Regions from separate parts of the Mus musculus genome. Here regions 2, 3, 4, 5 and 6 are each linked to region 1. A link is a contact called in public Hi-C and promoter capture Hi-C data. All regions are on one chromosome and are shown on one strand. The core of a region is the stretch at or near the end of the contact, and the rest is flanking DNA. Distances in the headings are between cores, read along the strand shown. Region 1 holds the start of Zfp385a (zinc finger protein 385A). Region 2 holds the start of D930007P13Rik (Riken cDNA D930007P13 gene). Region 3 holds the start of Smug1 (single-strand selective monofunctional uracil DNA glycosylase). Region 4 holds the start of Pde1b (phosphodiesterase 1B, Ca2+-calmodulin dependent). Region 5 has its middle 20 kb from the start of Smug1. Region 6 overlaps Nckap1l (NCK associated protein 1 like).

Evidence for each region. Promoter capture Hi-C pulls out the DNA fragments that hold promoters and counts their contacts. A called contact is a pair of places that touch in the nucleus more often than the background predicts. Capture Hi-C pulls out chosen DNA fragments and counts their contacts.
Region 2: a promoter capture Hi-C map of the SN4741 cell line shows a contact between it and region 1, with 3 times the contacts expected there. The contact joins the promoter of D930007P13Rik here to the promoter of Zfp385a in region 1. A contact is called at or near these places in 7 of 39 promoter capture datasets (3T3-L1-derived adipocytes, the SN4741 cell line, embryonic stem cells and 4 more) and 2 of 9 other capture datasets (liver and pancreatic islet).
Region 3: a contact with region 1 is called in a promoter capture Hi-C map of liver. The contact joins the promoter of Smug1 here to the promoter of Zfp385a in region 1. A contact is called at or near these places in 8 of 39 promoter capture datasets (the C10 cell line, the SN4741 cell line, cranial neural crest and 4 more), 1 of 15 datasets of contacts at CTCF or cohesin (embryonic stem cells), 1 of 484 Hi-C or Micro-C datasets (rod photoreceptor), 12 of 115 datasets of contacts at active chromatin or transcription factors (the SCID.adh cell line, effector CD8 T cells, embryonic basal ganglia and 9 more) and 3 of 9 other capture datasets (adipose tissue, liver and pancreatic islet).
Region 4: a Hi-C map of pre-B cells shows a contact between it and region 1, with 4 times the contacts expected there. The contact joins the promoter of Pde1b here to the promoter of Zfp385a in region 1. A contact is called at or near these places in 4 of 39 promoter capture datasets (the 3T3-L1 cell line, the C10 cell line and cranial neural crest), 6 of 484 Hi-C or Micro-C datasets (B cells, bone marrow-derived macrophages, cerebral cortex and 3 more), 7 of 115 datasets of contacts at active chromatin or transcription factors (bone marrow-derived dendritic cells, bone marrow-derived macrophages, embryonic hindbrain and 3 more) and 4 of 9 other capture datasets (adipose tissue, liver, macrophages and 1 more).
Region 5: a contact with region 1 is called in a Hi-C map of the G1E-ER4 cell line, with 3 times the contacts expected there. The contact joins the enhancer-like site here to the promoter of Zfp385a in region 1. A contact is called at or near these places in 16 of 39 promoter capture datasets (the 3T3-L1 cell line, the C10 cell line, the HPC-7 cell line and 11 more), 4 of 15 datasets of contacts at CTCF or cohesin (the G1E-ER4 cell line, the NIH/3T3 cell line, embryonic stem cells and 1 more), 12 of 484 Hi-C or Micro-C datasets (the G1E-ER4 cell line, the N1E-115 cell line, cerebellar granule neurons and 4 more), 22 of 115 datasets of contacts at active chromatin or transcription factors (the 230-238 cell line, bone marrow-derived dendritic cells, bone marrow-derived macrophages and 15 more) and 3 of 9 other capture datasets (embryonic stem cells, liver and pancreatic islet).
Region 6: a Hi-C map of bone marrow-derived macrophages shows a contact between it and region 1, with 51 read pairs. The contact joins the enhancer-like site here to the promoter of Zfp385a in region 1. A contact is called at or near these places in 1 of 39 promoter capture datasets (the C10 cell line), 12 of 484 Hi-C or Micro-C datasets (the 63-12 cell line, the BV-2 cell line, the Ba/F3 cell line and 8 more), 3 of 115 datasets of contacts at active chromatin or transcription factors (bone marrow-derived dendritic cells, bone marrow-derived macrophages and microglia) and 3 of 9 other capture datasets (adipose tissue, macrophages and pancreatic islet).

Annotation. Positions count from the first base shown.
Region 1 is chr15:103,338,052-103,341,890 of GRCm38.p6, forward strand. Zfp385a (zinc finger protein 385A) reads right to left here and starts at 2,035. Exons shown (of 8, transcript NM_013866.2): 1 at 1,996-2,035. The coding sequence starts at 2,005.
Region 2 is chr15:103,144,710-103,148,548 of GRCm38.p6, forward strand. It overlaps D930007P13Rik (Riken cDNA D930007P13 gene), which reads right to left and starts at 2,119. Exons shown (of 7, transcript NR_045743.1): 1 at 1,605-2,119; 2 at 806-891.
Region 3 is chr15:103,161,099-103,164,937 of GRCm38.p6, forward strand. It overlaps Smug1 (single-strand selective monofunctional uracil DNA glycosylase), which reads right to left and starts at 2,186. Exons shown (of 6, transcript NM_027885.3): 1 at 2,174-2,186; 2 at 705-876; 3 at 1-127.
Region 4 is chr15:103,501,037-103,504,875 of GRCm38.p6, forward strand. Pde1b (phosphodiesterase 1B, Ca2+-calmodulin dependent) reads left to right here and starts at 1,998. Exons shown (of 16, transcript NM_008800.2): 1 at 1,998-2,336; 2 at 2,425-2,547. The coding sequence starts at 2,438. It also overlaps a transcript of Nckap1l not described here.
Region 5 is chr15:103,181,242-103,185,080 of GRCm38.p6, forward strand. No RefSeq gene overlaps it. Among named protein-coding and RNA genes, the nearest start is that of Smug1, 20 kb to the left of the region's middle. Within about 2 kb of position 2,115, at least 104 of the 459 cell types and tissues checked have an H3K27ac peak or open chromatin away from gene starts, as enhancers often do. A contact at or near this core is called in the G1E-ER4 cell line, bone marrow-derived macrophages, cerebral cortex and 1 more, where this site is marked.
Region 6 is chr15:103,469,736-103,473,574 of GRCm38.p6, forward strand. It overlaps Nckap1l (NCK associated protein 1 like), which reads left to right. Exons shown (of 31, transcript NM_153505.4): 10 at 1,494-1,550; 11 at 1,792-1,888; 12 at 3,033-3,142; 13 at 3,304-3,436; 14 at 3,782-3,839. Among named protein-coding and RNA genes, the nearest start is that of Nckap1l, 18 kb to the left of the region's middle. Within about 2 kb of position 1,941, at least 26 of the 459 cell types and tissues checked have an H3K27ac peak or open chromatin away from gene starts, as enhancers often do. A contact at or near this core is called in the BV-2 cell line, bone marrow-derived macrophages, macrophages and 2 more, where this site is marked.

The sequences.
Region 1 (3,839 bases), core at 785-3,284:
GAACTCAGAACTACCATCTTGAACCCTGAGGCCCTGATTCTTATGTGTGCTCTAATTTTGTTTTGAGCTAGGTTCTCACTCTGTAGCCTAGGCTGGCCATGAACTTATTCTTTAGCCTCGACTCCCAATAACCTCCCCCAACCTGCTGTGATGATAGGCATGAGACACCACATACAGCTGAGCTGGGCACAGCCATCTCAGGGTTCCTCTAGGGCTGCCTTGTAGAGGACTCAGTGACCTTAGCATTCAGACCCGAACACCTCAGTATGATTCTAAAGGTGAGTCTTGAGCACTGGCAGGCAGTTTCCTCCCTCGTTGGGATTTAAGGGGATGAGAGGAAAGCTAAGCTGAATGGGGGCACCACTAGATTCCCACCCCCTGTGGACTTGGCAAAAGGAGGGAGTTAATTATCATGTCCTCCAAAGAGATGGCTGGGGCCAGTTGGTGGCAGGGTCCAATGTCAGAGAGTTTGGATTCAGTCTTCTTGTGGCTGGGTGTTGGCAGGGGTCTTCCAGGCCTGATACCTAGTTTAAAGTGGCCTCCAGACCAGGGCAAACAAGGCTTAGCCTGGCCTACTCTGGGCAAGCAGGCTATAGCCGCTACAGCTGGCCCAGGATACAGCTAGAGTACAGGAACACAACGGTAGGCAGAATGTGGAGCCTGTGTGTTAGGGTCCTGAGTCTAAACTGTGTTGAGGTGTCTCCCGGAATTAGAAGGCAGACCACCTACTAGAGACAGCCTTGGGGCAGAGGGATTTAAATAGCTATGATGGTTGGCCAGCTGGAGGGAAGCAAGGCATAAAAGTCGTGAGAGAGGCTGAGACCACACAACAGCTAGATGGAGGAAGGACGCAAGAGTGGAGAAATGGGCTAGGAAAGATACACAGTCACTGGAAAGAAGAGAACACAGGCAGAGAGTCTTGGGAGAGGGATGAGGACACGGGATATAGTTCAGCATAAGCACAGAGCCAGGTGTCCTCAGTGGGGGCAGGGAGACCACAGGTGTCTGAGAGTGGTAGGGGGCTTCACAATAAACAGGGCCCTGGAACCGGCCTAGCCAGGGTGGAGGTCAGAGGTCAGAGCAGGCCCTGCACTGCTGTGGCAGCAGGGTTGAGGGCAGGGGCTGCTGCGGAGTCCGGAGTACAGCTAGGCCCTCTCCTCCCCCATCCCTGGGGCTCCCTTCCCGATGTAGGTCATGAAGATGGGGTGGCCAAGGCTGAACGGGCTGGCTGTCAGAGCCCAGCGGGACTTCCCTTCCCCCCACTCTGACTTTCCTTCTCTCCTTGGTCTCCTGTAGCCCCCGACCCACGGCTGGGGTGGAAGGGAAGAAGGAGGAGAAGAAGAAGGGCCCAGGCAGCCGGCGCAGGGAGAGAGGGGCAGGTCCCGGCGTGTCGGGGCAGGATGGCTGCGGAGACAGGATCTAAGCCGCAAGAGCCCGGGATGGACAGTTTCCCACCCGCTCTTCTACCCAGCCCCCTTATCTTCACCCGTCAGGTTCCCACCTCCCACCACACTCACCTCGAAGCTACACCCAGCATCTTCTTCCTCCGCCCCCCACTTCCTCCTTTCCCTCTTATCCTGGGCCCAGAAGGCTGTCGGAGTGGCTAAGCCAAGGGTGGGGGAAGGCGCTGGAGGTGACGGGTCAGAACCTTTACTCCAACTCTACCAGGCCAGGACCAGCCCCCTCCCACAGTCTCTCCTGCACTGTCTTATAATATTCATGAGCCTCATGAATACGCAATGTTCTCATTATGGGGCGGGGGTCTCGCTCTCTCGGCCTTCCTTTTGCCCCTCCCTATGTTACCAGGAGAAACCGCAGCTAGGGGAAGAGAGGAAGAGGGGACCCCAGATGTGCAGCCAGATGAGGGGGGAGGGGGAATGAGTGGCAGACCGGCGGCCGCAGTCACCGCGGTGCCGAGGTGAGGGAGGGTGGGGGTTGGTGACCCAGTGAGAAGGAACCAGGGACCCGGATCCCAGAGTCGTGGAGACCACTCACCGAGGATCATGCTGGGGACCCTGGCTCCCGGGGTTCCGCGTCGTTCTGTCCCGGGGGCCGTTCTGGTCGGACTCGGGGTACAGGGGGGAGGAGTCGGGGAGGAGCAGGGGCGGGCCGAGGCGGAGCGGGGGCGGGGCCCACAGCAGGTGAAGACCGGAGGGGGCACCCTGGCACCCCGGGCTCCGCGAGGGGGCGTCCTGGCAGCCTCCCGCTTCCTCCAGCCTTTCAGTTACCGCCCCCAATCTCTGGGTTTTAGGATGTCGCTTTAGCTGGGGCTGGGGAACAAGATGGTGTGAGGTTATTGAGGAGGCTGGGAACTAAAATGCCTGGGTTCCTGAGTGGCTCAGTCTGAGGGCGGGAAGACTCATTCTCAGCTGATAGAGGGACAGGATCCTAAGTGATCTGGGGAGGAACAGAGCCCGGGTTGAGTGGGATAGTGATGCCCCTCTAGAGCAATGGGCTGGGTGGGCCCTGGAGGTGCAGGGAGGATGCCTGGGTCCTACTTTGTTCCGCTTCGGAGCAGGATGTCGAGACTGACTATCAGAGGTGAGTCGTGGTTCTGAAGATGGATTCGAGGTTTATCTGACAGTGTTCTTAGGGGAAGCTAAGTGAACAGATTGCATTCAGTGGTCCTGAGGAGGCAGAAATTAGAAGCTTGCAGTGGTGATTGCTAGGCTATTTAGAAGATGACAGAAGGTCAGAATCAGCGAGGTTCAACCTTATAGAGATGTCCTGGACTGAGCTGGGGAGGAGGGGCATTTATCCCGGGGTTAAATGCAGGACACCTTACCAAGAAGAGCTTTGATTCAGGTGGCAGGGGTGTAAGAAGGCTGGGGAGACGTTTGAGAATGGGATGTTCCTAAGGCAAACAGGAGGAAGCTGGAGTGTGAGAGTCGGATAGGTATCTAGGGAAGATGCAGCTGCTACAGCCTGAACCTGTCTGTACCTGCCACAAGAGGGAGGGCAGCAGGCAGAGTTCCCAGAAGGCCAAGCAGCCAGCTTTAGGCCAACCCAGCCAGAGGGAGAGGGGGTGAGACTGGGAATTGGAACACTCATGGTTTAGGGAGGGTGGAGGCAAGAGTGAAAAGCGGGGTCATGAGTGATAGGATTGGATTCAGAAACTTTGAGGAAAGGAGGGCATTTCCAGCTTCTGGCGGGAAGTTGGGGCTTGATTGCTAACTCAGGTGCAGGAATTTTAGATTTGTTCCTACTGTGAGCCTCAGCAATGTCTGCCTTCCATCTGTGAAAAGCTGTTTGCAATTGCCAAGATACTCCAGCTCAAGGCTAGGTGAAAGATGGGTGCCGGCACCCTAGTCTTTGAGTCCTGTGATCCTGCTTTGAGGAAAGATGTGGGATCTCTGGGTCCACGAGAGGCCATCTTCTCGCTTTGAATCTAACTTGCTGGAATCCTCCTGCACTTCTATAACAGAAAGCCTGCTTCCTAGGTTTAGCCCCTCCTCTCCTTTTCCAGGTTTCTCCCCTGGGGAGGAGACATACTAAAACGAGGGCCAGCACTGGGCTTGGCTGATTCGAGAGCCCCCTCCTTGCCCTTCAGGCCCACCTGCCCACACTGTCTTTCCAGGGTCTCCCGAGTTAGGTGGAACTCAGATGAGGGATTGCTTAGCTTACTATGGGAGGCAGCTGGCTAGAGGGTGCGGTGACCTTGCAGGCAGCTGGGGGGTTGGGGGAGCATTGTGTGGGGCAGATTCATTATTGATGAGCCCCTGCACCCCAGGCTACTAATGAGTCCAGGCCGGCTGCCCTAATTGATGTCAAGAAACTTGAGACCCCCAGATCATCTTCCCGCTTGCCAGCTGCCTCTCCTGAGCCCCTTCCCCCTCTGA
Region 2 (3,839 bases), core at 869-3,368, 190 kb before region 1:
TGAGCCACCTGACAGGATCAGCAATCTAAAGATCTTGGGACTGGTTCTAGAAGATCTGGTCAGAGTAAGGTTTGTAGGACAAAAAGGATCTAGGGTAGAGAGGAGAGACCACACTGGGAAGTCACCAAGAATGAAAGCAAAGAACTGAAGACACTTTAGTGAAAGTTTCTGAGGAGTGAGAATATCTCCTGCCTCTGTTGTCTCCTTCGAGCCTCTGTCTCATGGGTGTAGCCTTGTGCTCAGTAGCCCTCTGCTGCCTGTGACAGTGCAGGTACACAAGGAACATTCAGTTCTGCTCTAGGGGCCTTGGTCGCTTGCTGGCAGGAGTCCCCAAGCAAACTGTTTCTCAAGGCCTCAGTTTCCCTATTGGCAAAGCTTTAAAGAGGAGGCAGGATTTCAGACCCTATTGATCTGTTTTTCCTGGTCTAGAAGGCTGAGCATCTGGAATCTTGCAGGCCCTGGTCAACAGTGAGTGGCACAAAGTGCCCAGAGTGGCTGTTGTGCAGAGTTCCCAGGGGAATGAAGCCAGGACCATATAGAAAACGACCAATGAGGGCTGCTCAGAATGAGGAATGGCCAAGTCAAGAGTCCTCATCCCACATCTCTCCCCCAAATCCTCCTCAGCAGTTTTTTTTTTTTTTCCATTCTGTTGCAATATTGAAGTATCTGTGCTCTTGTCTTTGGACCCCTGAAGGATCACACCCAGTATCACTGAGGACTCCTAAATCTCTATCGCCAGCCTAGTCTTCACAGGAAACTAAGACCCATGAGCCTCCTCTACTTGGATCTTTAGCAGGCATCTCACACTAAATGTGTCCAAAGCATGTCTCCTGATGCCAGCTCCTTGGTATTCCATGATACCAGGTAATGACAAGTTCCATGTTCTGGTCACTGGTAGGAAACAAAACAACACAAAAACCTCTTAGTTTTTCCTTGATGATGCTGCTTCCACGGTTCCCATCTGACTCACCGCAACCACCCCCCACCCCCACCCCGAGCTGACTCTGCAACATTCATCCAGGCCCCACTCTCTCCTTGCTGCTACAGTGCACTCTTGGACGTCCTTGTTTCCCACTGCATTCTCAACATGACAGCATTGAGTAGTCAAGGGGAGTATGCATATCACTCTCAGGCCCTGACTCTCCAATGGCTCCCTGTCCATTCAGAGTGGAAGTGCAAGTTTAGCTGTGACTCATTAGTCCCCACATGATCGTGATTAGCTTTCTGTGACCTCTTAGAAGCCACAGCTCATTCCCTTCCTTATTTTCCCTGCTCCAGCCATACCGGCCTCAATGCCATTCCTCCAGCATGCCAGACTGCTCGCAGGAGGGTTTCCCCTTGCTGTTTGTCTGCCAGGAAAGATCTTCCCTAAATCTGCCTGGGTCGTCAGCATATGGTAAATGCCAGGTTCCATATGTTGGGGGGCAGAACACAGATATGCAAGGGAGGGAACGGGAAGATGAAACAGGGGAGTCGGGTACCACACAAGACATGAAATGGCTTGTCTTGCTTTCTGTCTTCCTGGGATTCTGTCTTCAGAAGATCAGGGATCTCGGGGTGGGGCTGCTCTTGGTTCTTCAGCAAGTGGCCCCTTTCATACTAACCTCAGGGCTGATGGACCCACATCTATCAATCTCAGGACTTCTGGACAGGAGCCGTCTGATGGTCCTGAATGAACAGGCCGGTCCTTTCTATGCTGAAAGGATACAGAGAAGAAGCCACCTCTTCCAACCATGCACTTGTTACCACCACCTTCTGCCTCTCCTTCAAGCCTCTTACTCTGGTGCTAGGATGTAGGCTTGAAGAGGAAAGGGAAGGGCTCAAGGTAAAGGGCACAGGAGGCCTAAGAGAGTAAACTGAGGCAGAGAGAAACACAAGCTGTGCAGAGCCAGTGACCCAGAGATAGAGCGGAATTGCACAGGCCAAAAGGGGTCCAGGTCAGAGGTGGATGCAGCCAGCAGGTGAAAAGCAGCAATGCACTGAGGGCTGGGCGCTCTGTCCAAAGGATTAAGGTAGGTAGGCTTTGGAAGTAAGGAGCCCAGGACAGCTCCGAAGAGGAACAGGCGGGGCGGCGCGGGCAGCAGGACCACACGCTGCCGGGCTGCGCGGGCGGAGGCAGACTGAGGCGGGCGGAGGCGGCGGGCTCAGCGGAGCGGGCGGGCGCCGGGAGCGGGCTCGTAAAAGCCGCGCGGCGCGGGGAAATTGCCGCCAGAATCGCTGAGCTCCACAAAACGCCGCCCGCGCAGCCCGCCGCCGCGCCCGCTCCAATCTCCAGCCTCATCGGCGCGCGGGCTGGTTATGCATTTAAATGTTATTTAATTGGATTGCGGAGGAGCTGGGGGCCAGAGTGCCCCCGCCTCCGCCCCGCACGCGCTGCACGTCTGTTTTCCGAGTCACAGATTGCCACGCACCCCCTCCTGCCCAATCCTTTGCCTCCGACGCTTCTCTCCCTCCCTTCTGAACCCGGCCAGAGGACACTCAGAAAGACATCAGCCTATGAAGACTGAAAACTAAGAGGCTACGCACGAACACACACACACACATCCTGAAGACGCACAAAGACATAGCAGCAGCAAAAATTGGCTACACTCACTTATACCAGTGTCCATCTGGAAGATTAAGAATGGCAAACAAATATGGTCCCTAGAACCACAGAAGTACACAAATGTGTATTAACACACTCATGCTGCAAGACAAAACATCACCTGACCTCTCCCGGGGTAATGACACTCACAAAGCGACACTGCCAAGCATGGGCAGAAAGGATGCCAAAGCATGACCCTCATAGGGTAAGGCAGAGACCCTCCCCAAAGCTGAGTAAGAAGGGAAGCCTGTGTTCACTCTTACACTCAGCCAGACCACCACCTATTTGCTTTGCCTATTCAGGGTTGGAAAACAAAACCTTTTGTTCAGCGACATACTGTCCTCCCAAACCACAGCACAGGAAGCTTCAAGAGGCAACTGCATTTGTAAGGATGTTTTTTAAACCGAACAAAGAAAGAAAATTGAGTCCCAATTACAACAAGCGGGATAGCAGATAGACACCAGGAGGGCCTTCCTGAGAGGATAGAAACTGGAATCCCAAGAGGTGAGGTTGGCCATGTGTGTGAGGTGGGGAGCTAGCTAAGAAGTCAGCACCGTGGAGGTTAGGGTCAAGGGTTAAGGTTAGGGAGGAGAGCACGTCCTGCATAGGCAGTTCTCCACAGGCTCCCAGCCAGCAACAGTTAACTGTTGACCTGAGATGATCAGGATTACGCCACTTCAATTAATGAAAATGGAAATGGCAACCTGGCTTGGCACAGGTCCCCGCAGAGGACCATTCTGGGCTCTCCGCCATCCCTTCTGCGAGCAGGGCCCGGAGACTTGAGGATCTGAGCGGGGCTGTGGGGACAGAAGAACAGGCAAAATGTACGGGGGGGTGGGGGTGGGGGAGATTCTATTGCAGCTGACCTGCTTGCATTGTATCTGAGAGCATGAGGGCCCAATCAGAGAAGAGAAAGTATCCTCACACACAGGCTAATTCAACCTTGTCTGCTAAAGTGTAGGTTCAGGCAGGCTGACAATCAGGCTTCTGAAAAGAAAAGCAATTGGTTTCCCCCTAAGCAACTTATTTCTGCATCATCTGATGGCCATTGCTGGGCAGTCGATCCATGTGTCTAACCTCAATGTCTCATGCTCCAGTTGAATTTACTTCTCTGGGGAAATATCGGAGGGAAGGAGAGGGACTGGCATTCTAAATAGGAACACTAGGAGAGCTGAAAGTTGGTTTGAGATAGGCCACAAGCTCTAATCTCTATTCTTTTTCCCACTCTGCTACTAGCTCTTGGCCTCAACTATGA
Region 3 (3,839 bases), core at 936-3,435, 180 kb before region 1:
GTTCTGCCTCAGCACAAGCCACGAGGCCAAACAGCCAGGGACTGGAACCCCTGAATCTGTGACCTAGGTTCTAGCTTTCCTCTCTCATGCTGTTTTTCTCAGAACAATGAACTGCCTGGCATTTTGGCTGTGAAGCCAAGACATATGTATCTCAAAAAAAGTGATTTAGATGTGCAGGAGAAGGCTGAGAGCCACTGGGTACTGCCAGAATTAGTGGCTTCTTCATGACTTCACCCTTTTGCCTCCCCAACCAGGGTAAGGAAGACTAGAAGCCAGGTTCTAGTCTATCCCCACCACATCTATAACATCCTAGGTCTTATCACCAACCCCTGCCCAGCTCTATCCATTTCCACTCTATCTATCAGTCTTGTTTAGAGCTACCTTTAAACAAAACATTTTTGTTTCTCTGTGCTAGGGGTGGAACCCTGGAGCCAGGCAAGGACTTTACTACTGAGCTGCCCTGATCCTTAATGAACCATTACTGATGGATTCCTCTCTACCACCCATAACCCCAGTATGAGAGAATGATGGTAATAATAGTATATCACTAAGCTACATCACTAGCTCCCACTGCCTCTGCTGCTTCCTCCTCTCCCTCCTCCTCCTTCTTTCTTTTAGACTTTATTTTTATCTTATGCGTTTTGAGACAAAGTCTCACTACATGGCTTTGCCTGTCCTAAAATTCAAGATGTAGACCTACTAACCTCCAACCAGTGGCCTTCTTCCTGCCTCAGTCTCCCGAGTGCTGGGATTACCTGGATGTGTCACCATAGCAGGCTAGAAATCTGGTTTGTCCACACAGGCTCCCAGAACATTCTGGAAAGCTGAGGACGGTGTGGCGAACTGGGTTTTCTGGGACCTTTGCTTTGCAAGTCCCTGTGTAGAACCAATATTAGAAAAAACAGCACAGGGATCTCTCTCAGGTCTAAGATGGGTCTGCTCTGGGCTGAAGACAGCAAGGATAGGCATGCACAGAAGTGAGGAGAGCTTATTTTCACTGTTCATCTGGTAGCAAGTGTCACAGGCTAACTAGAATGCTAGTCCTGGTTTCCTCTCTTAAACGGTTCTTTCTCTTAACAGTTGTTTTTATTTACTAGGGAGAGCAAGCACACCTTAGCAACTCATGTGGCAAAAGATAACTTTTGGGAGCTGGTTCTCTTCTACTGTCAAGGCTCTGAGGAATGAATATAAGTCATCAGGTTTGGTGGCAAGAGCCCTACCAGCCAAGACATCTAAGAAGGTTCTCTTGCACAAATCACTTTAAGGCTCTTCTCTATAGGAACCATCAACCTACCTCCAGCAATTGTTTATTTCTTAAATATTTGAGTCCCTCATATGTTGGGGGGATAACTCCAAAATAAGATATAAGACAGGTTTGGGATAAGCCATGAAGAGCTAAGAGGACAGATATAATCTGAGCTTTGCTGTCCTGGACAAAAAATCAAAAAAAAAAAAAAAAAATTCCTAGCAGGAAGTCTGACAGTCCTCCCTAAAGTCACCAACAGCCATAAGCTCAATGCCTGATGCTGCAACTCAGTGGAGTGTATACCAAAGATGAATGAAGCCTTGGGTTCAATCCCCAGCACTGTAAACCAGGTATAGAAGCTCGTATCTATCAGCTCAGCACTCAGGAGGTAGAGGCGGAAAGATGAGAAGATCAGGAGCCTTTTGTGTGTGTGTGTGTGTGTGTGTGTGCATTTTTTCCCCTCAAAAAGCAAAATGCCTTAAGAAACATGTCACACATTTCAAATTACATTAAAAAACAAAGGGCAACCCTGAGATACATCCAGGCCACAGTGCGATGGAGGCTCATTAAGTAAAAGTACTGGCTGCTCTTTCAATGGTTCTCAGTTTAATTCCCAGCACCCATAATGCGGCTTGCAAGAGTCAAACTGCAGTCCTATAGTATCCAATGTCCTCTTCTGGTGTGCAGACAAAACACCCATATATAAAAAATAACATAAATAAACCTAAAACAAAAATAAGAATCCAAGCCACTAGCTAGCCGCTGTCCCTTGTAGGTGGTACAGAAATCCACAGGATTTAAATCAAAACAGCGCTGCAGGGCTCACAGGGGCCCCTTGTAGGCCTTGGAGTCACAGAGCGGCTACCTCTCCGGAACTCCGAGAGCCCCCACCGCCCTTCCCAGAGATCCAGCCCCCTACTCCCTCACCTGCACAAGCTCCCCATGCAGCTTCCGCTTCCTTTCTTCGTCCTGGCGCGGAGGGCACTGGGAGTTGTAGTCGACAGCATTTAAATAAGAAGAATGGCTAGCGACGTCTGCTTCCGCCGGAAATGCCAAATCCCCGGAAAACTCGCTAAAAGAGTTCCACGGGTCGCTGGGGATTGTAGTTTAATAATATGATTTACATCAAGACGTCACAACCATCTGGACTCTGCAGCCATCCCCAATACCTCATCCACCAGAGACCTTTCCCTCTTGCTGCCCCGAGGTATAAGGCATCATCTTTGCAGCCCTCCAAGGGCCATTAACTGTTTACATAACATCCAAAGAGGCAACCGTGTGGTTGTGGCGGATCTACAGAGTGAGTTCCAGGACAGCCAGGGCTACACAGAAACCCTGACTCGACAAAACAAAACAACCAAACAAATATCCACGAAGGCATTTCTCTCAGCACCTACCTCTTTGACAGTGAACATCCCTGTTAGCATTAGCATCTAAATCCACAGCCTCGCCATTTTAATCTGTTTCTCTCTTGCCTTGACATCTGCCAGCCTGTATCCTGAATTGGGTTTCTCCAAGAAGCAAAATCAAAACCATCCTTTTATCAATGTGAGGAGATGTATTGTGGAAATACGCTCACAGCCCTATGGGACCTGCTGCCTGTAAGCTGGAGAACCAGGGAAGCCCTTTGTGTTAAGAGCCCTTCCTTAGTCATTGGTTGCACTGGACTCTGAACAGGTTGGTGGTGCCCACCCAGGTTAGTAAGGAAGATCGTCCTGACTCAGATTTTTGTTTATTTACCAACTCTTATGTCTCCTGGCCCTCATAAGTAGACATATATAAATAACACATCCCATCTTTCCAGACTCTCCTACAATAGTCTTCCCAGGAAGCCTTCTCCAACAAACTTTAATCCCTAATTGCACCTAACTAGCCCCTCAGCACTGACTTCCAAAGCCATTCACACCCTGCTTTGTTCCTATCTAACTGGACATTTCACTGTGACTTTTCACTCAACTGGAATCTTCCATGGGTAGATATCTTCTGGGTCCCTTGCCTTCCCCAATACTCATGCCGGGGGAAGCCAGGGCTCTCATCACCAAAGCAAAGTCCCCAATGGGTGCTAGGGAAGAAGACCAGGGAACCCAGAACACAATGCCTTTCCCAAGACTGCTCTAGCATCCAGATAAAAGCAGTGGGTGCAGCTGTTGTGAGTAGTGACCATCCAGCATCAAGGTGAGGAATCACTCACCTGTATTCCATCGAGGCTGCCCCTTACTTGCTGAGCTGTAGTGCACAGCAGCCTTGTCCCTCTGGGTCTTGCCACTTTCTTTCTGTACGATTTGTCGCTCACCTCTTCCATGGCTTGCTTTCTGTCTCTAGGTGCCTCTATCTTCCCCTGGGCACACCTCAATATCTCTACTTCCTCTGCAATGAAGAAAAGTAAACTTCGTGAACAGGACTCTCTATCTCTGTTTTCTGCACATTTTCCTGTCTCCAAACAAACAAAACCTCACCATAGTGTTGTCTTGTTATTTAAGAATCCTAAGAGCCTGTTGAGACAGGAGGGCTGTATGTAACACCACAGCTCTGGGAGAGGAGGAAGGGGTATCAGAAATTCAGGAAGTTCCTCTGCTACATATCACATCCGAGG
Region 4 (3,839 bases), core at 748-3,247, 160 kb after region 1:
CTCCAAGCTTGTTGGAAGGGATTGTGGGGCAAGGTGTGTGAGGAGGCAGACTTTCCCAGGGGTGAGGGCAGGGCAGTTCAGCAGAAGCTGAACAGGAAGGAGGGCGATGAGACTGGGGAGAAAGCCTAGGAAAGGTATGGGAGGGGAGGGGAGGAGAGGTGGAAAAGACAGGAAGAGAAGAATAGCTGTTTTTTTTGACTCCTCAAATGGGACAAGAATACCTTCATATTCTGGTCTCTTTAGAAGTTCATAAAGCTGAAATGTGATTTCACTTCAGCTTAGAGGGAGGAGGGTGAAGCTGAATACCAGAACATGTGACTAAAGAAAGTGAAAGCCAAAGAGTGGAAAAGGCCTCGATCGACTTGGCTTTGACTTACAGGTTGTCTCTGTGGGACTGTGTTATTTCTTCTGTGCACACTTTTCTTGTTAAATGGAAAGGGAGGTAGATAGATTTTATCAATGACCCCTTTCTTAAAAGGGTCAGGAATTGGGAGCCTAGGAGAGCTGAGCATGTCACTGTGTTGACATGTTGAAATTATCTTTGTGTTGAAATGTTGAAAGTTCACCCTGGAACCCTTCTTCCCTTTCACCAGTTGAACACTCTGTCTGTATCAGAAAAATCCTTAGTTCTAATGAAATTTTTGAGTTAGAGCATTTTAACTCTAATCCTAGTTCATAATTAATTCTTGTGTAGTTTCCAGCAAATCCCTTCTTCAGGTGATAAAGGAGCTGGCTCACAAATTCTGTAAACTACATTGTGCAAGAGTGATAGAGTCTCAGATGCTGAGGTCTCTAGTCTGTGATTGCTTCTCTGGAGAGGAGGGAACAGTGATGTTTGTTGAAGTTAGATTGACAGAAGGTGAGGTCCCAAGATTCTTGTCACTTTTGGCTCTATCTCCAACTCTGCTGTAGCTTTCTATCTCTGTGCTTCCCAGTGGCTGCTTCTCCTGGCAGTTTTTTTCACAGTGGGAGTCTAGCACTTCCCCTCTGATCCTTTCTCTTCCTTCACCTGAGAAAAGAGGAGCCTCCACTCCATAGTTTAGAATATATGTCTCCTCCCGGTCACCCCTCCTCCCAAACCCCAGAGTTCTTGAAATGAAAAGTCACATTCTGGAACCCTGGATTAGTGGCTTGTTAGAAAACCAGCAGTCAGTGAATCCATTTCTATTTGCAGATTGCATGAGAGTTTCTACGGTGCCAAAGTAGGTGTTCATTCAGAGAACAGAGAGACAGAACTGGGTCCCATGGTGGGACACGGTAGGATGGAAGAGGTTTTGCCCTGTCACACAGTCTTGAGTTCAAATTCTACTTTCTTGTGTCACAAAATATTTATTCAGCAGAGAGGCTGTTCTACACTGGGCCTTTAGCTCTTACTTTTTTTTTTTTTTCCTTTGAAGGCAGAATAAAATGAAGTCAGTTGGAACGGCTGCAGGCCTGCAGGCCAGGCTAGCTATCAGGCTTGCTTTCCTGTCTGTGTGCAGTTACTGGGTAGTTAAGGAAGGCATGGGGGCTGCTTGATCTGCAGAGCTTTAAAATACATAGAAATTCCCTCTGGGCGGGCGAAGGAGGCAGGTCCGGAAGACCCGGTTGTGGGAGCTGAGGCCAGCTGTGGGATGCCAGCATTGCTCCGAGCCACCAGAACTTTTCCTTTCAAAGACAGGACCGCGGCGTGTGGGGGTTGGCCTGGCTAGGTTCTGAGGATTGTGGCTTCACTCCACCCACGGCCTGGTATTACAGGGAGAAAGAAGGACCACCGAGGATACGCGGGCAACCAGCCACGCGTGGAATCTTGGGACCACATGCGCGCATTCACAGAAACTCTGAACACACCCAGAGGGAACCACCCCACCATCCACACGAAGTCCTGCGGGCCGCCCGCGCGCGCTGTCAACACGCACTACCCCTCTCCCCGCCCCCCCGCGCGCAAGGGCACACGCAGCAGCCACTCGTACTGGGCGCCTGTGAGCGCGCTCGCCCTTGGGCGCTTCTGAGTGTGTGCACCCCTAGGCTCTCTTGCGCTCCTAGGCGAGGGGGAGGAGTGGCTACACTGCGCGGTAGACCGGCGGGCGGGCGGGTCGAGGAGCAGGGAGGGGAGCGAAGGGAGGGGGCCCTGGCCGGGGGAGGAGGAGGGAGGCGAGGAGGCGGCTGTGGCAGCGCACGGCGGCGGTGGCGGAGGTAGCGGCGGCGGCGGTGGCGGCGGCAGCGGCGCGGAGAGCTGGAAGCTGGAGCCCAGAGCTCAGCCGGGTAGCGTGAGAGAAGCAGCCGCAGGAACTGCAGCCCTGCTAGCTTGGGCCGAGCAGAAACACACCGGCCTGGCTGGTCCACGCCAGCCGCAGGTGGGAAGGGTCTAGGATGAGGGGCGAGGATCTCTCGGTAAGGGTCCGAAGCTGAGCAGAGGGGCTGTCTCCTCCTTCTGTTCTCTAGACAGTGGCTGAGCATGGAGCTGTCCCCCCGCAGTCCTCCAGAGATGCTGGAGTCGGATTGCCCGTCACCCCTGGAGCTGAAGTCAGCCCCCAGCAAGAAAATGTGGATTAAGCTACGGTCTCTGTGAGTCTCTGGCGGGGGGGGGCGGGGGGGGCGGTGTGTGTGTGTGTGTGCGCGTGTTGAACTCTCTTTCTGCGTGTATGTGGTGCTGCAATTGGAACCAGGCAGGTAGATTCTCTTGGTCACACATGTTGGCAGGTGCGAGGAAACATGGCCCTGACATCCTTGTCCAGGTCACATGTATGGGTCCTTGGCAGAACGAGCCTGTTGGTTAGAGCAGGTTTAGGAGTTGCAAAGCTTGTGCTTGTGTTTGCGGCCCTTTGGGTGACAGGCTGACACGCAGCAGCGCAAAGAGGCAGCGCACTGTATGTGCGGTGTGACAGGGCTGCAGACAGGCAGCGTTCAGGAGGTGCCAGGCTGACTCACACATATCCATGTGCAGGGTTGTGCAGATGTGAGACCCATCACATGCAGTGTGCACGAGTGTTCATGGGTCACAGAGGTGTGAAGAGCACTTGCACACCGATGCGGCGGATCTAGTGCACAGAGAGATATTTGTGCCAACCTGTGGGTTCTATATATCTTCTTTGGGATTGGTCGTTCTTCCCCCTGCATCCCACAGGGAACAGGATGAGGGTGCCCTGCACTTAAGAAGATCATCTGCTTTGGTGTCTGGAAATTGCATATTTAATGGTCTGGAGGAGTGGGTGGAACCGTCACCTGGGCGCTAGAGGACCGGGTGATTGATAGTGAAGAAGACTGATTGATTGATAGGAACAACATGATTGGCTTAATCAAAGCCTTTTTATTTATATAGGATCTCTCAGGATCTCCAAGCACATGTAAGCTTCATTCCTTATTGTGGGACTAGAGTACATGGAGAGGCCTGAAAGAGGAGAGGACGAACTCAGGTGTTTCATGCACCATTCTGAGAGAGAAAAGGAAGTTTTCTTCCTGCCCCTCAAAGCAGAACAGGATTGGGTCATGTACCATGTTTACCTCCCAGGCAGGTGCCGTTGGGTAATCTCTAACACTCTGTGGATTCTTAATCAGAAGATAAGAGAAGATGCACATCTCCCTAAGAGATTCCCTGCAGCTCTAGAAAAAGAGGAGAATAGATAGGAAACAAAATGGTAACCATTCCCAAACCCTGTTCTTCTCCAGTTCCCTCAGCAGCAAGTATTGAGCCATTCCTCTCTGGGTTCTGACAGAGAGGGAATGGAGGTAGGGAGTGGACAGATGCCCATGTCTGTCTTGTTCTTCAAATATTTTACCAACAGTGATGAGCTGATGGCTTTATATTGGGCAGGTGAGTCTGATTAATGTGCTTGCTGTTTACAGAGTCCTTAGGGAGA
Region 5 (3,839 bases), core at 865-3,364, 160 kb before region 1:
GATGACACCATTCTCAACAAACGATCTTTATCTCTCCTCTTGTCTCCCAAATTTATGATTTTGCCCCCAAGCCCCAGCTTAGGTGAGTGAGGAGTAGGTTAGACCCAAGAAGTACCGGGGAGTCCTCAGTACTCTCCAGGGAGTAAGTGCCCTCCATCTGTATCTAGGCTCTGCAGCTCCCTCCCTTAGATTTGGGTTCCCAGTAAAACCAAAGAAACAGGGGGACAGCTGATCTCTTGAGAGTCCAGAGTCTACTCCAGGAGTGGTTTGTCCCATTGTCTTATAGGCAGGTAGAGGTCAGTCTAGGCCTAGGGGCACACGTGAGTCCTTGTGTGCTTCAGTGGGAGAGATTAGGTGGGCTCCCAGCAACACTAAGTGTGCTTAAGAACTCCATCTTGTTCTAGATGGAAGCATGGAAAACAGGATAATAATTAGATCACGCCTAGGATAAAAGCCTCCACAAGAGAGATGCTTCTAAAGTTCACGTAGCCTAGGGTGGTGGTGTGTGCCCATAATTCCAGCGCTAAGGAGTTGGAGGCAGGAGTATCAAATAAAGGCCAGACTCTGTTATAGGCAAGCTGGACTCTCTATGGGAAGGAAAAACTCAGTTTGGACATTTGAAGTGTACGTTAAGGATTGAGCAGGAACCTGCTAGTGAAGATTGCAAGCCATTGCCAAGGCTGTTGAGGAGCAGGACAAGTGTGGACATGGGCAAAGCCAAGGTGGCCGGAGGAGCGTCCTTTCCTGTGAGTACTTTGGAGATAGGGAGAGGCCCATACTGATTTGTGTGTTCAGAAGACAGTTCTGGCAAATGGGGAAGAGCACTGGTACTTTGGAGCTTGGCTAGGAGACCCTGGGAACAGGCTGGACTCCGGGCCTCCACAGTGGACATGAAAGATCCCTCTGAGGTCTGGGGATTCCCACTCTGCTGGTCTTGAGTCGCTGCAGAACTGCGTGGGATCGTTGTTCTTAAATCTTCCCACACCTCTGAAGGATGGAGAGGAGCCAGGCCTGCCTTAGGGTCGGATAGCGTCTATGGGGTCCACCGGCGGCCTGCAGTGGAGGCAGCGCCGCTGCCAGCAGAGGGAGCGCGCGAGACGTGCCGGAGCAGGGCCTCGCTCTCGCGGGCGCCCCCTGCCGGACACCTGAGCCTCTCCCCCCCACCTTACCTCCCCCCCACACACACACACCCGGTGTCAACCGCGGGGACGGGTCTTGGGGGACTTAAACTCCCTACTGTGTGCTTCCAAATTGCGACCACCCAGGGCGACTTGGGCACTGGAAAGAGCGAGGCGAGGCAGGTCCTGCAGACAGTCTCGCCCCGGAACCCACCGGGCCAGCCTGGAGCGGGGGTGGGGCGCGGGGCCACCCGGGCGTCCCAGTGGGCGGCCACGATGTGAGCACCTGGTCCGACCCGCCGCCGCTTCCGGGGGTGAAGGGCGACTCATTCCACCTGAGCTTCCTTCCATTGCCTCCCCCTCCCACCCACCCCGCCCCGCCCCGCCCCCCCCCCCCTCGCCGCAGCATTTTTCACACCTCCTCTCCCTACCAGTTTCTAGTTATGAGGGGGTTTCAGGTTACAGTCCTCATTTTCAGTCCTTCTCCCTGAGCATCCAGGTTTGACTACTTTGGGGAAGTCCTTCTTGGTGTCTAACCACCATCCCTCTTACTGCATCTACAGCCAAATCTGCCAAGTTACAGCCTCACTGGAGAAAGTGAGTGCCTTAATTTTCTTCCCACTCTTGCTTACAATTCCGTTCCCCTATACAAAAAACTGTCCCCGCCACTCTATCTTGCATTCCGTTCGCCTTTTGTCATCCAGGCCATCCAACGCTGCTTCTGATGGTCTCCCTCCACCCCCATTCTAATTTCCTATCTCTCCGCCTCGCTAGCTGTGCCATACCCAATCCCCAAGAGCTGGACTGGTGGAGAGCCTCAGTTTCCCTGGGAGGGCGCTTAGTATGTGGCTCCCTCCCCGCCCTCCTACTAAGCGTGATTTGGGGTGTGGGGATGGGGGATGGAGGTCGTAAGCTGCTTGCGGAGAGGTGCTCGGTGGGAAGCCTGAGCCGAGTCTTAAGAGTCCCGCATCCCGCCCGCACCAGCGTGGGGCGCACGAGTTCCCATTCTTAGCTCAAGGAAGACCCCGTGTGGCCGTTGTAGGTGGCGCAGAAGAGGGAGAGCGCCCAGGCGCCGGACCGGATTCCGGGGTTCTAGCCTAGGGTAGGGACTTATTCCTCAGCAGTGCCTTGGAATCCTTCAGCCTGTTCACACACACTCAAAAACACAGCAACCTGGACTTGTAGAATGGTTTCGCCAAACCACAAGGAAAAGTAACGTACTAACAGCAGCAAGTGTGATTGTGGTTAGACTTCTGGAAGGACTTCAGATAGGGAAGCAGGGAGACGGATATTAATGAAGGAATGGAGGAGGGCAAATGGTTTGGTCCTGGGAAGAGAGGATTCTGAGGCTGGGGTGAGTGTGGTATCGTCACAGCGAGCCTCACATGCCTGTTCATTAAGGAACTACGCTCAGCTGACAGGTGGGTAGGGAAATTTCTCCATGCCAGGGGGCCTGCTCTTTGCCTGTGCCTTATGCAGGATGAGTGTGTGGGAGCCCAGGAAATGGTCACCCAGCAAGCGGGACTGGGACCATGCACAGCCCACCCTAAGTCTTTTGAAGCAGGAATTGTGACAGCGCCGCGCTCGCTCCCCAACCAAGGCGCCATGTCATTTGCACACATTTGCATATCCAGCTGTGCTCGGCTGCCTTTGGCTGCATGCCTTCATTTGGCAGTGGGTGGGCTGCACGCAGGGCGAGTGAGACCCATGGAGCGGGCCACCTCTGTGCTTGACCGCTGTCGCCGGCTCGCGCCACCTTCTGGGCATCTCTTTGCATCCTCCAGCCGCAGACCGAGGTCCACAACCGGGATTAGACACCACCACCTCCTAGTCTTCCAGGACCACTTAGACTCCTTCCTAGTCCAACCTTCCTGAAGGACTGGTGAAGTCTGGTATCCTGCTGAAATGCAGTGTATGTGATTGGGGTGCCCCAAAACTCTGGAAACTCCCCGAATTTCAGGCAAAGATTATGATGTATGCTCTGGTTAAGAACATCCTTCGACTTCTGCCAGCAGCTCCATGTAGCTTGATCTCTTACATCTGGGCCAGGCTTGTGCCCACTGGCCTTCTGTCAGAGGACTGCAGCCTCTGGACTGCCCTCACTCCGCTCATGAGCTGTTGCCTTCCTACCCTGACTGCCTTCCTGCCCTCTTGTCTCCCAGACAGAGTTGGTGGTATAGGCCTGTAATCCCAAATGTTCAGGAGTTGAAACAAAAGGATCACAAATTCAAGATAACCCCGGGCAATGTAGGAAGACCCTAAAAAAATTAATTAAAAAAAAAAATTGGCCGGGCAGCGGTGACACATGCCTTTAATCCCAGCACTTGGGAGGCAGAGGCAGGTGGATTTCTGAGTTTAAGGACATCCTGGTCTACAGAGTGAGTTCCAGGACAGCCAGGGCTACACAGAGAAACCCTGTCTTGAAAACACACACATACACAAAAACCAAACAAACAAACAAAAAAAACAAAGTAAAAAATGTATGTGTGTGTGTGTGTGTCACACATACACACGTATATCAGATGTTAGCTGACACCTGTAATCCTAGCACTCTGGATGCTGAGGCAGGAAGATTATCTTGAGTTTCAGGTCAGTCTGGGCTACATAGTAAATTCCAGGTCAGCCAGAGCTTCATATCAGGATCCGGTCACAGTAATAAGTATCATTATTAATAATAAAGCTGATCTTTAAAGGCTGGGGATGTAGTTCAATGGTAAAGCA
Region 6 (3,839 bases), core at 691-3,190, 130 kb after region 1:
GCTGTTCTGCTCCTACCACTAAGGACAGCAGCCAATATGAATAATTTATAGTTCAAGAAGTTCTTTGACATAAATGATGTGATTTGATCTTTACAATAATTTAGGTATACATTATTTACATATATATATATATATAGTACACACATATAATATATCATACATGTATGTATGTATATGTATGTATGTATGTAAGTATATATGTAAATGAGAAGGCAGGACTCAGCCTGAATGTCCCTCAGTTAATGAGAAGTGGGAATATGAAATAATTCTAGCTTTTTTTTTTTTTACTCTTAATCTTGTGTCTGTCTCCTGTACTGGATGGAAGTTGAAATAATTATCCATTAGCAGTGCTATAGAGTTGAATCCTGATTTAATTAAGATAGTTCTCACTTCCAAATGTCTTTAATTTTCATGCTAAGTTCAGTAAAGGAGAGGCTTGGAGAAGGGAAATGAGAGGTTACAGAGTCTTTCTAGTGCTATGGCAGCAGCTGACAGGATGAATGAAGATAGTAGGGGCAGGAGCAAGAGGCCACTTAGTGTGGGATTCCGGGGGCAGGTCTCTATTAGGAAAAAGATAGGATCAAACAGATGAACCACAGTAATAACAAAGGTTATTTAATTTGGTGATTCAAGAGTTCACATTGACCTCAGAGGAATGGATTGTGCAGTGTTGAAGGCCTTATGAGACTGGAAGGGTCAGTGAGAGGTGAGGAGGGAAAAGGAGTATATGTCTGGAGGAGCTGCTGGTGCGAGAGAATAGGTGGAGTTCTGTGTCAAGTGAGGATCTCCAGAAGTCAGAATTGTTTCTTGAGAGAAGCAAATAAGGCAGCAGAGAGGGAGGGATAGACAGTGACAGATAACTGGTGAGCTAAACATCAGGAAGAGTGGGTGGGTGGAGGGGAATGGGATGTGTAGTAAGCAGGGGTGAGAAAGGGAAGGTGGTGGTTTGTGACTCCCTTCCTTATCTCAATCAAATCTGCAAAAGTAGTTGACCGGAAAGTATCCAGCAGTATCCAGTGTGTGAAAGGACCTGACCTTCATCACCAGAGGCCAACTGACCACTGCAAGTCATTTCCTTCCCACAGTGGTGTACTGTTTCCTTTCCGTTTTCTTTGTCTCTTCTGTTTTCCTCCTTTCTTCCTTTTGCTCCTTTTTTTCTTCTCCTAACCCCCTTCACCCTCCTTGTCTTTTGACAGACTCTCTGTATGTCTCCCTGGCTAGCCTTCAACTCATGATTCTCCTGCTCTGCCTCCTGACTGCTAATGATGACAGGCATGCATTATCACAACCTGGCTTGGCTCCTGTAGTGATTGTCTCTTAGAATGAAGCAAACAGAGCACAGTGGCCTCTAAGTCACAAGATGGCCTCTAAGCCACTGGATAGCCTTGTTTGCATAGTGTGAGAAGAATGAGTGAGAACCCTGCTAGTTAGGGTGTGTGTACTTACTAACAGATGACATGACGCCCTACTGTGCTTGGTCTGTCAATCCTCAGGTACAGTAAGCGAGTGGCAGACATCAAGGAGAGCAAGGAACACGCCATTACAAACAGGTAAAGGTGGGATGTGGGCCTGGAGGGGTTGGGATAGGAATCTCTATACAGACTTGTGGGCTCATCCCAGGAACTTCCTGCAGCCCCACAGATGTTTGTATTTTCTAAGTTTGAGTTTAGCACTGAGCCTTCCTCCTGCCTGACACATCTTCCCAAGTGCTGCTCTCTTCTGCACTACTTCAGGGGGAACTTGTGAGGGAGGGAAAGACAATATTCTCTATTTTACGTTTTCCTTCCTCAGTGGCCAGTTTCACTGTCAACGCCGGCAGTTTCTGCGGACAGCTGTGAAGGAGTTGGAGACTGTGTTAAATGATGAACCAGGCCTGCTTGGTCCTAAGGCAAGAGAAGTGTTGGGGGAGGGATGGTGACCAATGACTATGTGTGTGTGGTAACCTAGCACTTATGAGTCACTGCATTTCGAGACCCCCTCATGCATACGTTTGAGTCACTTCAGAGCAGTGCAACAGCAGCTTTCCTTTTTCTGGACAAAATTCACAGTTCCTCTCTGTCAGTCATCACCTGATTCAGGCCATCCTCTCTAATTTGTGTGTGTGTGTGTGTGTGTGTGTTTATGTGTGCTCATGCATGTTAGCATACATGAGTCTGAAGGCCAGAGGATAATCTCAGGTCCTGTTCTTCAGGCTTTTTACCTTGTTCTGTTAAGACAGTCTTTCACTGGCCTGAGGCTCATGCATTAGGCAAGGCTGACTGACCAGTGAGTCCAGGAATCTGAAAGTCTTTGCCTCCTAAGCGCTGGAATTACAAGTGCATGCCTCTGTGCATGGCTTCTTTTCTCATGGGTTCTGGTGACTGAACTCAGATCCTCATGCTACCATGGCAAGCACTTTACCAATGGAACCATCTCTCATGCCCCATTCCTGAGTCTCTTGTGGTCAATTTGTGTGTGTGTGTGTGTGTGTGTGTGTGTGTGTGTGTGTGTGTGTGTGCCTATTCTGTGACTCCCCAAGTGCCCAAATGTTTCGTGTTTTACCCTGGCAACATAGCATGCCATCTAACAGCTATTTGCATACTTGGCCTATCTTCTATTTGAGTGCAAACTAATTGATGACAGAGCTTGCTTTCTGTTTTAAGCTATATAAATACCCATTAAGTATTTCTAAAATTTAATTTTGTGAGGAGGGAGGGGTATTGACTGTGAGCTTGGGCCAACATGTGTGTGTCTGAGTCATATGGTTCAGCTTTCTGTATGCCTGCATGCTTGTTTCCAGATGTCATTCGTGTGGCTACCCAATTATATCCACATATAGATTATTTCAATACTTTTTTTTTCTGTGCTTAACACTCCCCCCCCCCCCCGTTCTTTTGCTCTGTTCTGGGCATTGAACCCAGAGCTTTGTACTTGAGAGGTGAGCACTTTACCAACTAAGCTATGTCTCCACACTAAAATTTAAAAAGAAATTGTTTTGTAAGTAGGAAATCTTTTTAAGTAGAAAATTCTAATAGGCTTTTTTTCTCTCTTAGGCCCTTTTTGCTTTCATGGCCCTGTCTTTCATTCGTGATGAGGTCACTTGGCTGGTTCGCCATACAGAAAATGTCACCAAGACTAAGACACCCGAAGACTATGCTGACTCGTTAGTATTTACTTAACCTTGTCCTTAGACTGTGAGAACAGGCAAGGAGGTGTCACATGATCTGGGGGGGGGGCGCATCTCAGTCCCTGCCTTGAGTGGCTGTGTGTGTCCTCTCACAGTTCTATCAATGTCTGTCTCTGTCTTTGTCCTTGTCTTTACAGGAGCATTGCAGAGCTTCTGTTCCTGTTGGAGGAGATCAGGGCTCTGGTCAGAAGACACATCAAAGTTATTCAGCAGTACCACCTCCAGTACCTGGCCAGATTTGATGTCCTTGTGCTTAGTGACATCATTCAGGTATGTTCCACTGATGACATCTCGGAGACTCCAGCATGATTCCTGGTGATTTTTCCCTCTAGAGCCACTGTGGCTGAATGTCTATAGTTTGGGTGTCATAAAGCTGCTATACACTACAGATGAATAGTCTCAGCAGATTTCTTCCCTCTAAGCAAGAGGAAAGAAAATGAAGAGAAATGGCATGCCTCATAGCAGGGATCCTAGGCAGCTCCGTCTGTTTCTTGCGTGGGTTTTTCTGTTTTGGGTAGCCAGCAGTTCCTTCTACTTTCACACACTGAGCCCGTGGCTGCGTTTTCCATCCTATGAACCTGTGAGCACTGACTGCACCTTCGACTTTTCTTTCAGAATCTGTCCGTGTGTCCAGAGGAGGAGTCTGTCATTATGTCCTCATTTGTTAGTATAC